Regions from separate parts of the Mus musculus genome. Here all the other regions are linked to region 1. The links are chromatin contacts, called in public HiChIP or PLAC-seq maps. All regions are on one chromosome and are shown on one strand. Each heading gives the region's core, a stretch centred on a gene start, on an enhancer-like site or on the middle of the called end of the contact. The rest is flanking DNA. Distances are from core to core; before and after follow the strand shown. Region 1 has its middle 16 kb from the start of Tnfrsf11b. Region 2 has its middle 23 kb from the start of Ccn3. Region 3 overlaps Mal2 (mal, T cell differentiation protein 2).

Evidence for each region. HiChIP or PLAC-seq counts read pairs in DNA pulled down with a chosen protein or histone mark.
Region 2: a FOXA1 HiChIP or PLAC-seq map of pancreatic cancer cells shows a contact between it and region 1. The contact joins two enhancer-like sites. A contact is called at or near these places in 4 of 484 Hi-C or Micro-C datasets (embryonic fibroblasts, myocytes, pancreatic cancer cells and 1 more) and 1 of 115 datasets of contacts at active chromatin or transcription factors (pancreatic cancer cells).
Region 3: a contact with region 1 is called in a FOXA1 HiChIP or PLAC-seq map of pancreatic cancer cells. The contact joins two enhancer-like sites.

Annotation. Positions count from the first base shown.
Region 1 is chr15:54,292,959-54,296,938 of GRCm38.p6, reverse strand. No RefSeq gene overlaps it. Among named protein-coding and RNA genes, the nearest start is that of Tnfrsf11b, 16 kb to the right of the region's middle. Within about 2 kb of position 2,333, at least 30 of the 459 cell types and tissues checked have an H3K27ac peak or open chromatin away from gene starts, as enhancers often do. A contact at or near this core is called in pancreatic cancer cells, where this site is marked.
Region 2 is chr15:54,766,768-54,770,747 of GRCm38.p6, reverse strand. No RefSeq gene overlaps it. Among named protein-coding and RNA genes, the nearest start is that of Ccn3, 23 kb to the right of the region's middle. Within about 2 kb of position 2,222, at least 58 of the 459 cell types and tissues checked have an H3K27ac peak or open chromatin away from gene starts, as enhancers often do. A contact at or near this core is called in pancreatic cancer cells, where this site is marked.
Region 3 is chr15:54,598,317-54,602,296 of GRCm38.p6, reverse strand. Mal2 (mal, T cell differentiation protein 2) reads right to left here. Exons shown (of 4, transcript NM_178920.4): 3 at 3,731-3,886; 4 at 1-1,626. The coding sequence ends at 1,555. Among named protein-coding and RNA genes, the nearest start is that of Mal2, 29 kb to the right of the region's middle. Within about 2 kb of position 2,221, at least 6 of the 459 cell types and tissues checked have an H3K27ac peak or open chromatin away from gene starts, as enhancers often do. A contact at or near this core is called in pancreatic cancer cells, where this site is marked.

The DNA.
Region 1 (3,980 bases), core at 1,084-3,583:
AAAGTGACTGCAATGCTTCCTGACATTCTTGTTCTAGTTCCAGAATTCACATCCTCCACCCTGTCAGAGTGTCTAGCTCTTAGGTAATGCAAAATAACACGGAATGCTTGTTTTCAAGTCTTATTGAGATGAGCAAGCCTTGTGTGAGCATGAGCTCAGCCTTCCTTCGGCTAACTAGCTGACATACCAAATTGCTCAGTGCACCTCTAAAAATGATTTAGCTGCTTTCCTACATTGGAAACTGAGTAGGAGATTTTAAAAATAAAATATTCTCCACTCAAGTTCTTGATGAAATCTTGAGGTCTCTCTAAGTAAAAATAACCTTGGTCTAATTCAAAGGTCAAAAAGACAAAACAAAACAGAACAAAACAAAACAAAAACCTGTTCAAGGAAGATTCAAGTTTTCAAGTTCAACCAACCAGATGCCAAAATCAACACCACTTTGACGCAGATGTGGTACCAGAGAAGTAGAGCTTCAGCAATGGACTTCCCTGTCCTTCTACCCTGAGTGTGAAGAGTCGAAGATGGGAAAGGGAGAAAACAGACCAAGAAGCTGACAAACTGCATCACATCCTGTAGCCAAGCCTCTATTTCAGTCCTTCAACACTGCTGGCCAGTTTCTGCACTGTGCTGAGAGCCAGATCCGGAATCAACAAGACACTTGTAGTCTCTTACCCATGAGCTCCAAGCAAATCAGGATTTGAAGTACAGACAAAATTATTCTTTGGCCTATGATTCCTGAGAGCTTACTTAAAATGGTAGACAATATTTTTTAGTGAAATGTTTTGTGAAAACCACCATCAAAATTTGACAGGCCACAGAAGTTTTGAAAAGTCTAGGGTTTAGACTATCTTTAATTTGTGTCCACCTCTTTCTAACTGTGCTATCTTGGACTATCCACTCATCCTCGGTGAAGCTATTTGCTTCTTACTTCAATCATTTATATAGCACACTGATAGATTATTAATTAATAATTAAATATATTAAAACTTTTGAACCTCTACTTCCCCCAAAACAATAATGCCTATTGTCCACATCATGTGTTGTTACCCTAAGACACCCTTTTTCTTTTCTCCATCATTTCAAACACTAGCGATTACAGCCTCTTGAAGACTTCTCTGCTTCCCCTCTGATACCTGTCATTTGTCATAGGTTGTGATCCACCAACCCCATTCCCATCCACTCCTAAACCATGAGTAATCTTTCTTCTGTCTGGGACACATCCCTCTTTTATATTCCTCTCAAAACTCTACGAGTTTTTCCAAATAACTGTTTCTCATGAAGCCTTTATATATACCATTTCCACTGAATTGCAAGTACTCCCATCTTATCTTCCAAACTAAATTCTTTATATAATAGTTCTATGTTTATGCTGTCTGACCACTACATTTATGGATCTTTTTGAAAACTATGTAACAGTATAGGATGTTGAGGATGAGAAAACTCAGTGGAAGAGATCAGGTAAGAGGTAATGAGCATACATAGACATCCAAGGTAGTAGGTTGAACTGTGACAAGTGAGGGTTTCTATGTTGTAAGTACTCGGGGACACTTGAATCCTAAGTAACTTGACTTCCAGGGTCCTGGGAGAGTTTGTGTATTATGAATCTAGGTTTTTTTTTTTTCTTTTCATTTTTCCTGTTAGGTAAGTGGCCATTGAAGAATGCCCATTCTTTACAATTATAAAAATTTCCTTGGCAGCTGTGTTGACATAGCTCAAAGTACAACTCTAGTAACTCGGCAATAAATTTTATTGAAGATAGGAACTAATGCCTGTGGTAAACTAAGGTTTTCCAAACACTGTTTTAAGTGTTTCATGCATGTTTGGTGGGGGTGGGGGCATGCAGAGACGACACAAAAGGTGGATACTGGCATTACCTTCTCCATTTTCAAGATGGAGAAATGGAAGCACAACGAAATAGAATGGAGCTATTGATCAAGTGAGCTAGGATGCAAAAGCAAACAGTCTAAAATCATAGCCTCAACTTGTGAGCACTTGTTCTACAAGGTGCCCAAATGTCTTGATTCCATAGGCTGCAGGTCTCTGTGCCATGTTATCCAAGCCCTTTTCTTAAATCTGTTGGTTTAAGAACAAAATGTAAATTGTCAACAACAACAGCAACAACAAAAATCCCCTCTTGCACACTTCCTCCTGGGCTTACAGTTGGAACTTCTGCTTTTGTATTCCTTTCATCTCTCCCACAGCTAACAACCAGTAAAGCAGGGACCAAGCTTCCTTCCAACACAAACCTTGGTAAGTGGTAAGTACCAGGCTGTTAGGAATCCACCAAGCTCCTGAATCACTCACTGTTTGCTGCTTCCACAAACAAGGATCTCTTTGAGATTCTAGAGTGAGTCAGTCTCACATCCCATACCTGCCAGAGAGAGTCAGCTGCCCCAATCTCTGAGCTGCCAGGAAGTACACAATTTCCAAGGGTAAAAGAAGCTCCCGACTGGGTGAAAGTAACAATGCACAAATGCTCAGGCAACAGCACTCATTTATATTATGTGGAAAATTCAGTAGCCTGAGGAAGAACCCTGGAAAGATAAATATTGAAGTATGAGAAACGATGATACAACAATTTTACTGTTAACCTGCATACCAGCAACTCTTTAAAATGCAATAGCAAAGACCTGGAGAGATGGCTCAGTGGTTCAAAGTGCTTTCTGCTCTGTTCTGTCCCCAGTGCTCACACTGTCTGTCTAACTCCATTGCCAGTGTATTGGACGCCCTTGGCATCCTCTGGCACCCCGACACATATGGTACAAGTCCATATAGACATATACCCATATACCTAAATACAAATGAAAATGAAATTTTAAAAAATCAACAGAAACCTCTGCAGAAGAGGGGATGGGCAGATTGTAAGAGGCAGAGGTGGAAGATGAGTCCACAGAGGCAGCATCTTTCAGGTGCACAGTAGTGATACACATATGAACTCATAGAACTGTGGGATCACATAAGATCTGAACAGGTTCAAACAAGACAAAATTCCAGCACTGCAGAGCAGAAGTAGACACAAAGACAAGAAGCTATTTGCAGTTGATACCCATTGTGAAAGGGAAAATCAGTTCTCTTTAATAAAATGTCCATTTTTATCTCCTTGTACAAAGCTCAAGTCTAAGTAGATCAAAGACATCCACATAAAATCAGAGACAGTGAAACTTATAGAGGAGAAAGTGGGGAAAAGCCTCGAGGATATGGGCACAGGGGAAAAATTCCTGAACAGAACAGCAATGGCTTATGCTGTAACATCAAGAATTGACAAATGCGACCTCATAAAATTGCAAAATTTCTGTAAGGCAAAAGACATTGTCAATAAGACAAAAAGGCCACCAACAGATTGGGAAAGGATTTTTACCAATCCTAAATCTGATAGGGGACAAATATTTAATATATACAAAGAGCTTAAGAAGCAGGACTCCAGAAATTCAAATAACCCCATTAAAAATGGGGTACAGAGCTAAACAAAGAATTCTTAACTGAGGAATACTGAATGGCTGAGAAGCACCTGAAAAAATGTTCAACATCCTTAATCATCAGGGAAATGCAAACCAAAACAACCCTGAGATTCCACCTCACACTAGTCAGAATGGCTAAGATCAAAAATTCAGGTGACAGCAGATGCTGGCGAGGATGTGGAGAAAGAGGAACACTCCTCCATTGTTGGTGGGATTGCAAGCTGGTACAACCACTCTGGAAGTCAATCTAGAGGTTCCTCAGAAAATTGGGCATAATACTACTGGAAGATCCAGCAATACCTCTCCTGGGCATATACCCAAAAGAAGTTCCAACTGGTAATAAGAACACATGTTCCACTATGTTCATAGCAGCCTTATTTAAAATAGCCAGAAGCTGGAAAGAACCCAGATGTTCCTCAACAGAAGAATGGATACAGAAAATGTGGTACATTTACACAATGGAGTACTACTCAGCTATTAAAAAGAATGAATTTATGAAATTCCTAGGCAAATGGATGG
Region 2 (3,980 bases), core at 973-3,472, 470 kb before region 1:
TGATTTTCTGGAGTCCACCTTCTTGAGTTCTTTATATATATTGGATATTAGTCCCCTATCTGATTTAGGATAGGTAAAGATCCTTTCCCAATCTGCTGGTGGCCTTTTTGTTTTATTGACAGTGTCTTTTGCCTTGCAGAAGCTTTGCAATTTTATGAGGTCCCATTTGTCGATTCTCGATCTTATAGCACAAGCCATTGCTGTTCTATTCAGGAATTTTTCCCCTGTGCCCATATCATCGAGGCTTTTCCCCATTTTCTCCTCTATAAGTTTCACTGACTCTGGTTTTATGTGGAGTTCCTTAATCCACTTAGATTTGACCTTAGTACAAGGAATGGATCAATTCGAATTCTTCTACATGATAACTGCCAGTTGTGCCAGCACCATCTCATTAGATTCGGAGAAAGCATTTGACAAAAATCCAACACCCATTCATGATAAAAGTCTTGGAAAGATCAGGAATTCAAGGCCCATACCTAAACATGATAAAAGCAATCTACCGCAAACCAGTAGCCAACATCAAAGTAAATGGTGAGAAGCTGGAAGCAATCCCACTAAAATCAGGGACTAGACAAGGGTGCCCACTTTCTCCCTACCTATTCAACATTGTACTTGAAGTCCTAGCCAGAGCAATTTGACAACAAAAGGAGATCAACGGGATATAAATTGGAAAGGAAGAAGTCAAAATATCTCTTTTTGCAGATGATAGGATAGTATATATAAGTGACCCTAAAAATTCCACCAGAGAACTCCTAAACCTGATAAACAGCTTCGGTGAAGTAGCTGGATATAAAATTAACTCAAACAAGTCAATGGCCTTTCTGTACACAAAGGATAAACAGGCTGAGAAAGAAATTAGGGAAACAACACCCTTCTCAATAGTCACAAATAATATAAAATACCTTGGTGTGACTCTAACTAAGGAAGTGAAAGTTCTGTATGATAAGAACTTCATGTCTCTGAAGAAAGAAATTAAAGAAGATCTCAGAAGATGGAAAGACCTCCCATGCTCATGGATTGGCAGGATCAACATTGTAAAAATGACTATCTTGCCAAAAGCAATCTACAGATTCAATGCAATCCCCATCAAAATTCCAATTCAATTCTTCAACGAACTAGAAAGGGCAATCTGCAAATTCATCTGGAATAACAAAAAACCTAGGATAGCAAAAACTCTGCTCAAGGAAAAAAAAAAAAAAACCTCCTGTGGAATCTCCATGCCTGACCTAAAGCTGTACTACAGAGCAATTGTGATAAAAACTGCAAGGTACTGGTATGACCCCATTTTCTAATGTCATCACACTGTGGGATCAGGTTTTAATATTTGAGTTCGAGGAGTTGCAAAATCAGCAACTTAGTGTGCTATTGTCACAGTGTGGTCCTTAGCACGGTGCCTGGGACAAATTCAATAGCTGCCACATTACAAATAGCATGTTGATATTATGTTTTTTCACAGTGATGCTCCAACTTTCTTGAATGTGGGGTATTCAGAGGGCACAATTGCATATGCAAGTTGAAAGAAGAGAGATTCAAACTTCCCTTGCTAGGTTTGGAGGCCATTTCTTGAGGAATGAATCTGGCCTACTGCCTGTTTCTATTATTGCTGGCTGAGAAGATGACCAAGGTGGAAAGGTGTTTCCCTAGTAAGCATGCAATCTCAATTTGATCTCCAGCCCCCGCCCCCCCGCCATTTTTAAAAAAGGTGTCAGACATGAGAGCATATACTTATAATCTCAGTGCTGGGATGATGGAGACAGGTCAGGCCTTCTCAACCAGTACCTGGCTAGTCTTAAAGGTAGTGCCCAAGGAACAGCATTCGTGATTGTCCTCTGGACTCTACATGCATGTACACACACACACATACGCACACGCACATGCAGAAATATGTTACTGGAACCCATCTACTCTTGTTGACAAAAGTTCTACCCCTGGTTTTGCATGGTAACAGCAAAACTGAGTAGTTTCAAAAGACAGCATGTGGCCTACAGGGTCTAAAATATTTCCTGTCAGGCCTTTATAGGGAAGGTTAGTGTGTTCACCAATGTCCTTTCATGTTTTCCTCACGTTTACTGTGTGGGTTGTTGATCATTACAAGAGGATTAGACTTTAAAATTACTAAAAATGTTTCTAGTAAAAATAAAATGAAACAGAACAGCATGACCACTGGGTGTCTCTCTTCCCTAAATTTCACAAAAGCCAATGCTGAACCAGCCTTCAGCCAACTGGGGCTGTGACATACCAGACAAATATTGACAGTTGCTAAGGCAACTGGGGTAAAGTATTGGCCAGGGGATAATATAGGCGCCAATTGTGCATGCCATGTTTCTCACATAGGGGAGATACAAAGAGAAAAAAACGAACGAAAAAAACATGTTTGGAGCCCTCTCTTCAACTGTGGCTGAGGAGTAAGTCACAGCTGATGTTTATCTTAAGCCCTGTCCTCTTCAGTCAATTTCTCTTGAACTTAACACTTTAGGGACTTGGGGATTCTTAAGTCAGCTACAGTGCATCACAAGAGGGAACGTTTTCTAAGCAGCACTTCCTTTGTCCAGTTGTGTCTGAAATTTACTTTTCTAAATTATAATGGTAACTGAATTTTTGGTCTGTCTGATTTGGTCGCATGGATGGTTTCTGTAGTAATTCTTTTCATTGCTATTTGTTCTATGCCCTGCTCCTAAAAGGATGCAAAGAGGTGGGGACAGCTGAGTACTACCTTAAGTGAAGTGTGAAGGTCCCAGATACACCAGCTTAGGAGAATATGGGGAGATTATAGGACAATTAGAGGAGCACTATGGAAAGTGGTATCTTTTCCTACTTCAGCTTCCATCTTTTTAGTCTCATGTTCCATGTCTGGAGTAAAGTCAGGACCTGCTGAGAGTTTTCAGTCGGAGAAGGTTAGCTGTGGAGAGGATCAGTTTCCAGAGAGGAAGATCAAGGCTAGTCCCTCATCCTCTCCACTATCCTGCTTGGTACTGGCTGTAAACAAAATGTTGAGTGTTCTAAAGCACCCTGGGTGAATCTAGGCTTTCCTTTCAAGAAGAGTTGGAAGGGCCTTGGGTTGACATTCAGGTTCTCACATCTGCCCCTTGACCAACTTCCTCCTTCTTCCAAGAATTTTTTAAGTAGAGAATCTGATTCAAAGTAACTCATACTTGGATTGTACAGGTCAGTGGGGGGAGTCAGGACTAGTAATATGTAGAGGCTATGGTCTTCCCAGGCTCAGATCCTGTATACAGTCACTCTTTGACCAAGTCATTGTTTTCCTCTCAAGGATTCTGTTTTTCCTCATAGTTATCAGGGGTTGATTACGAAGCTTCACAAGGTAGAGTCACTTGTGTTCCAGTCTGATCTCCAATGTCAAGAAGTCCTTCTCGCTTTAGTATGGTGACTTTCTGGAATGAAATACTACCAACTGCATATCTTCAGCCGTGGGGTGGAGCATGCATTAGTCATTTTTCTCTTGCTGTGATAAAAATGCCACAATCAGGAGCAGCTTTTTGATCCAACAGTGTGTTTTGGTTTATGTTTTCAGAGGGATAAGAGCTCATCTTGGCATGGCAGCATATGGTAGGAACAGGAACCTCAGAGATCATAACTCAGTAGCAAACAGGAAGCCAAGAGGAAACAAGATGGCGTGAGCCTACAAACTCACAAAGCCCATTTCCTGTGAGGTACTTCTTCCAGAACAAGTCCATGTCTGAAAAGTTCTGTAATTCCTCCAAGTGGTGCTACTGACTGGAGAATTGCTCAAATACATGAACCTATAGGAGACATTCCTCATTTTAACCATTGCATCCCACCACACAGCCTCATAGGCACATGGCCAGCTCATAGTGCTAAATGTGTCTAGTCTGACATCAAAACTCCCTATAGTCTTTAATAGTTCCAATACTGTCTAAAAGTTCCAAAGTTTCCCCATTCCCAAGATCCCAACATGGTACAAACTATTTCTGGCTATAAAATATCCTAAAAGAATTCCT
Region 3 (3,980 bases), core at 972-3,471, 310 kb before region 1:
AATACATCTCGTCTTCAGCTGTATTACAAACTGAGGTCCCCGTTGGTTCTTCTTCTGGGGGAGTATTAGATAAACAGCACTTGAACACTGGGCATTGATGCTATTCATTCATGTTTTTCACTATGTTCCAGGGAGTCCAATACTCCAACCATACATGGCACTCTTAGGTGATGGGTCAGCTCGAGAGCAATTCCCAAGCCTCCATTTCCAAAGGCAGCCCTACTAAAACAATAGGGAATTGGCCTGTATGAGAATGCGGTGGGAACTGTGGTCACTCATGATCTGTTGCCAAGCCTGCGACACATACAGGTGGACTAGGATTGTTTTCTGTTCTATTCAGCCAGATCCAGTTTTTGTTTTAGCTCTTGTGTTAAATGTCCTTTGCCTGTCTGACACCAATGTAAAAACAACATAGATATCTGGGCTATTATCAAAGCATGTAAGAATCTATAGCTTTATGTTATAGTTAATCTGTTACTCAAATTCAGCTCAGAAAGCAATGCAAAAACAATAAGAAGTTAAAAATTCAACTCTTCAGAGAGCTATTTGGAAAAGCTTTACATACATAAATATTTATATATTCATGCATAGGCCAAACAACCACAGTCTATGGCATAAATAAACCAAAAGAAAGACATCAGTAGCAAGATACTAGATCCAGTAGTGATTAATTGCCTCTGGGGATCATGTCTTAAGTACTCTCGTGTGAGTGCCTTGCTGAGCTATTAGGAAATCATTAGTTTGGAGTTTATTTCCTACCTTATTTTGCTCTTCATCCAAGGCTCTGCTGGGGTTAGCTTGAGAAATTATATGACCTTCCAAGGGTAATATTTGACTATTAAACAAAGGCAATGTGATTGATGCATAATGAAACAAAATATGTTATGTGGCTTGTCTAATGAGGTTTCATGATTAGTTCAATAGAACACAGAACACCTAAGGTTTTTATGGCAGTAGTTGATAAAATTATGGTCTGTAGACCACATCCAGTTTTGCTCCCTTTTTGAAATAAGCTTTATTAGGATACAGACATTTATTTACACATCATCTGTAGCTGCTTTTATGTTATCATAGGATGGAACAATTGCCACAGAGGCTATATGGCCTATTAAAGCCTACATATGTGCTACCTGGCCTTTTTGTAAAAAAAACATGTGTATCATTTCCTGTTTTATACTAAAGATAGAATTAGATGAGAAGCCTGCATGAGATGTATTGTTTTAGTTATTTACTATTATTAAGGTTCGGGTGACTCAACCAAAAAAAAAAAAAAGGAATACTATTGTTTTGTGAACAGTGCCTGTGTATTTTAAGAATATACAATGGAAATGCATTTAAAAAGAAACGAGAGATGAAAAAGGAAAGGATACTTCTCTAACATCAGAACAAAATGAAAATCCCACCCATGTAACAAACCACAGCTTGCACTGAGGTCCTCTCTGTACTAAGCTAACAATGTTTGGAATGTTATATTGGGACAAATGGTACCCAAGTGATCAGACATATAAAGTAGACAAATGAAACCAGCACACAACTGTCAGTTTCCAAGGAGTGTTACGGTCGCCATCTTCGCAAAGCCAGACCCAAACTGCAACCATAACAAGCTGTTGTCATGAAGGCAAAAACCTAAGAAAAGGAAAAAGAAACACTGTCATCAGATTCACAACATGGACTTTTAGAAGTTGCATCCTGAGAGACCACTGAACAAATCCTCGACAACTGACCTGTAGATACTTCAACAGGACAAGAGTTTAGAGTGATCTGTGTTTCGATGACTTTGCTTCGTTACCTCCCAGAGCTGGCCCTCCCTTTGTACACTATAGCTCTTAGCTTTCATATCTGCAGGCAGCCTTACTTTCACCATTCGCTCACATGTCAAGCTTACTTGTTAAGTATTTATGAAACCCTAGGCAGTGTATTAAAAAATTCACTCTGAGTTATCTCATCATCCAGTAGTTTCATAGCTAAGAAGACAGTAACTATCAGACCCCAAGGACACATCAAATCATTTCTGTCATCTTTAGAACTCAGTAGACAAAACCCATAGGAATGTGTTCTGAGTTCTGTTCCTCCTCAGGTGGGAGACAGTTGTCCCAGGCCAAGCCCTCTTGGAGCTGTTTCCTTGGTGTCACGGTTGGCGTCATTAACACCCGCTGTGCATACATCACTGTGCTTGGTGCAGATAAACAAATAGTACCCATTGTCCAGAAATGACATTCAGAGGCTATGAGTCAAAGGAGAGACGATTCCAGGCCAATTCAAAATGATAAAATATGACTCTATAGGGCAGAGATTCCTTTGTTTGTTTTTCAAGACAGGGTTTTTCTGTGTGGTTCTGGCTGTCCTGGAACTCATTCAATAGACCAGGCTGGCTTCAAACTCAGAGATCGATTGCCTTTGCCTCCCAAGTACTGGGATTAAAGGCATGTGTCACCATCGCCTGGTACCTGGCAAGGGTAGAGATTCCTAACCAGGAAACTGCAGCCTGAGAAGGGAGGACAGATCCATTCACAGAAATTTTTGTCACAGTTTAATTAACCCTTCCCATTTTGCTTGTTTTGGTAATATATTTTTAATATCGACAATGCCCTCTGAGTGAGAATAATTGCTTTGGGAATTTGTCAATAGTGAGAGGGAATTGCCTCTATCCTCAACTCTACTGAGTGAAAAAGGAAAGGGAAACACTTAGCCCAGTGGGACACATGAATGCATGAGCAATTTCAGCTGCTGAAAACTCAAGACCTGGAGTTCTGACTGGACTGGAGTGAGTGGAAAAAAATGGAACGCCATGAAAGACTTGAAGCATTGGTCTACGCATCGAGGTAGCTCCCCTCTGGCAGGGGGGACAAAGACACAGGTTTTCAGAAGAAGCATATCTGGAAAAGAACAGTCTAGAAACTTCCAAAACTAAAGAGGAAAAGATACTAGGTCCGGTAATGCACTATAGGAACTATTTAACATCAATTAAGATGCTTCATTTCAGAAAGCAGTTTCAATTTGTAGTAGTTTTAAAAATTATCCATGAGACCAACCTGGTTTACCAAGTGAGTTTCAGGAGAGCCAGGCTGTTAAACAGAGAAAGCCTATCTCTCAAACCACCTCCGACCTCCCCCCCCAAAAAAATTATCCATGAAAACAAAAAATTATTATTTCTTTTCACTATTTAATACAAAATGACAGGTTCACTACAGTGTATGAATGAGAGAGGATTCATGTTTTAAAGTCCCCAGAGAAGGCTTTCTCCTGTATCCCATCTGTCACAGTGACTGGTGAATTTGCCTTCCCGCTCACCAGCACTGACCCCAACACTAAGAACTGATACTTGTTCATGTCAGCCCCACCCTGAGAAAACACCCTTCTATTTGGCAGACCCACGGTGAATATGCAGCCAATAATCCAAGTTGAAAATGGGCACAAGGTTAAAAAGAGCAAAGTCCCCTCACCAGGTCTGAACTTTACAAAGAGAGAACACTAGAGTGCATTCTTTTTATAAAATCAAGCACTAATAGACTTGTTGCCTTCCCAGATAATGTCAACAGGGTTGGTCTGCAGTACAGTCACACATAATGGGAGTGATGAGAGGACTTTGCTCACAGGACAACAAAATAGATACATAAATAGCTATTATACATTTGATTCTAAAGGCTACTATTAAAAGGCCACTGATGCCCGAGGAGTCTCCTGGATGCTGGACCATGAAAGGACGATGCTTTTCCTATGGTGCACTTACTGTGGCGGCCACGTTGATGTTATACTGGTTGTCGTTGAGTAGTGGCTTCACAGTCATGGTTGTGTTGCACTGAAGGTCATGCAGGGAGGTGGCCGCTGCTTCCAGTAAAAACGCTCCGAAGTAGAAGACAAAGACTATGAAATGGTAGACAAAATCCTAAGGAGCAGAGGAGAGGCATTTATAGGTAACAACACGAAGATGCTTTACTGTTCTTTCTTGTAAATGCAATCTTAAACAGGGAAACTCAGCC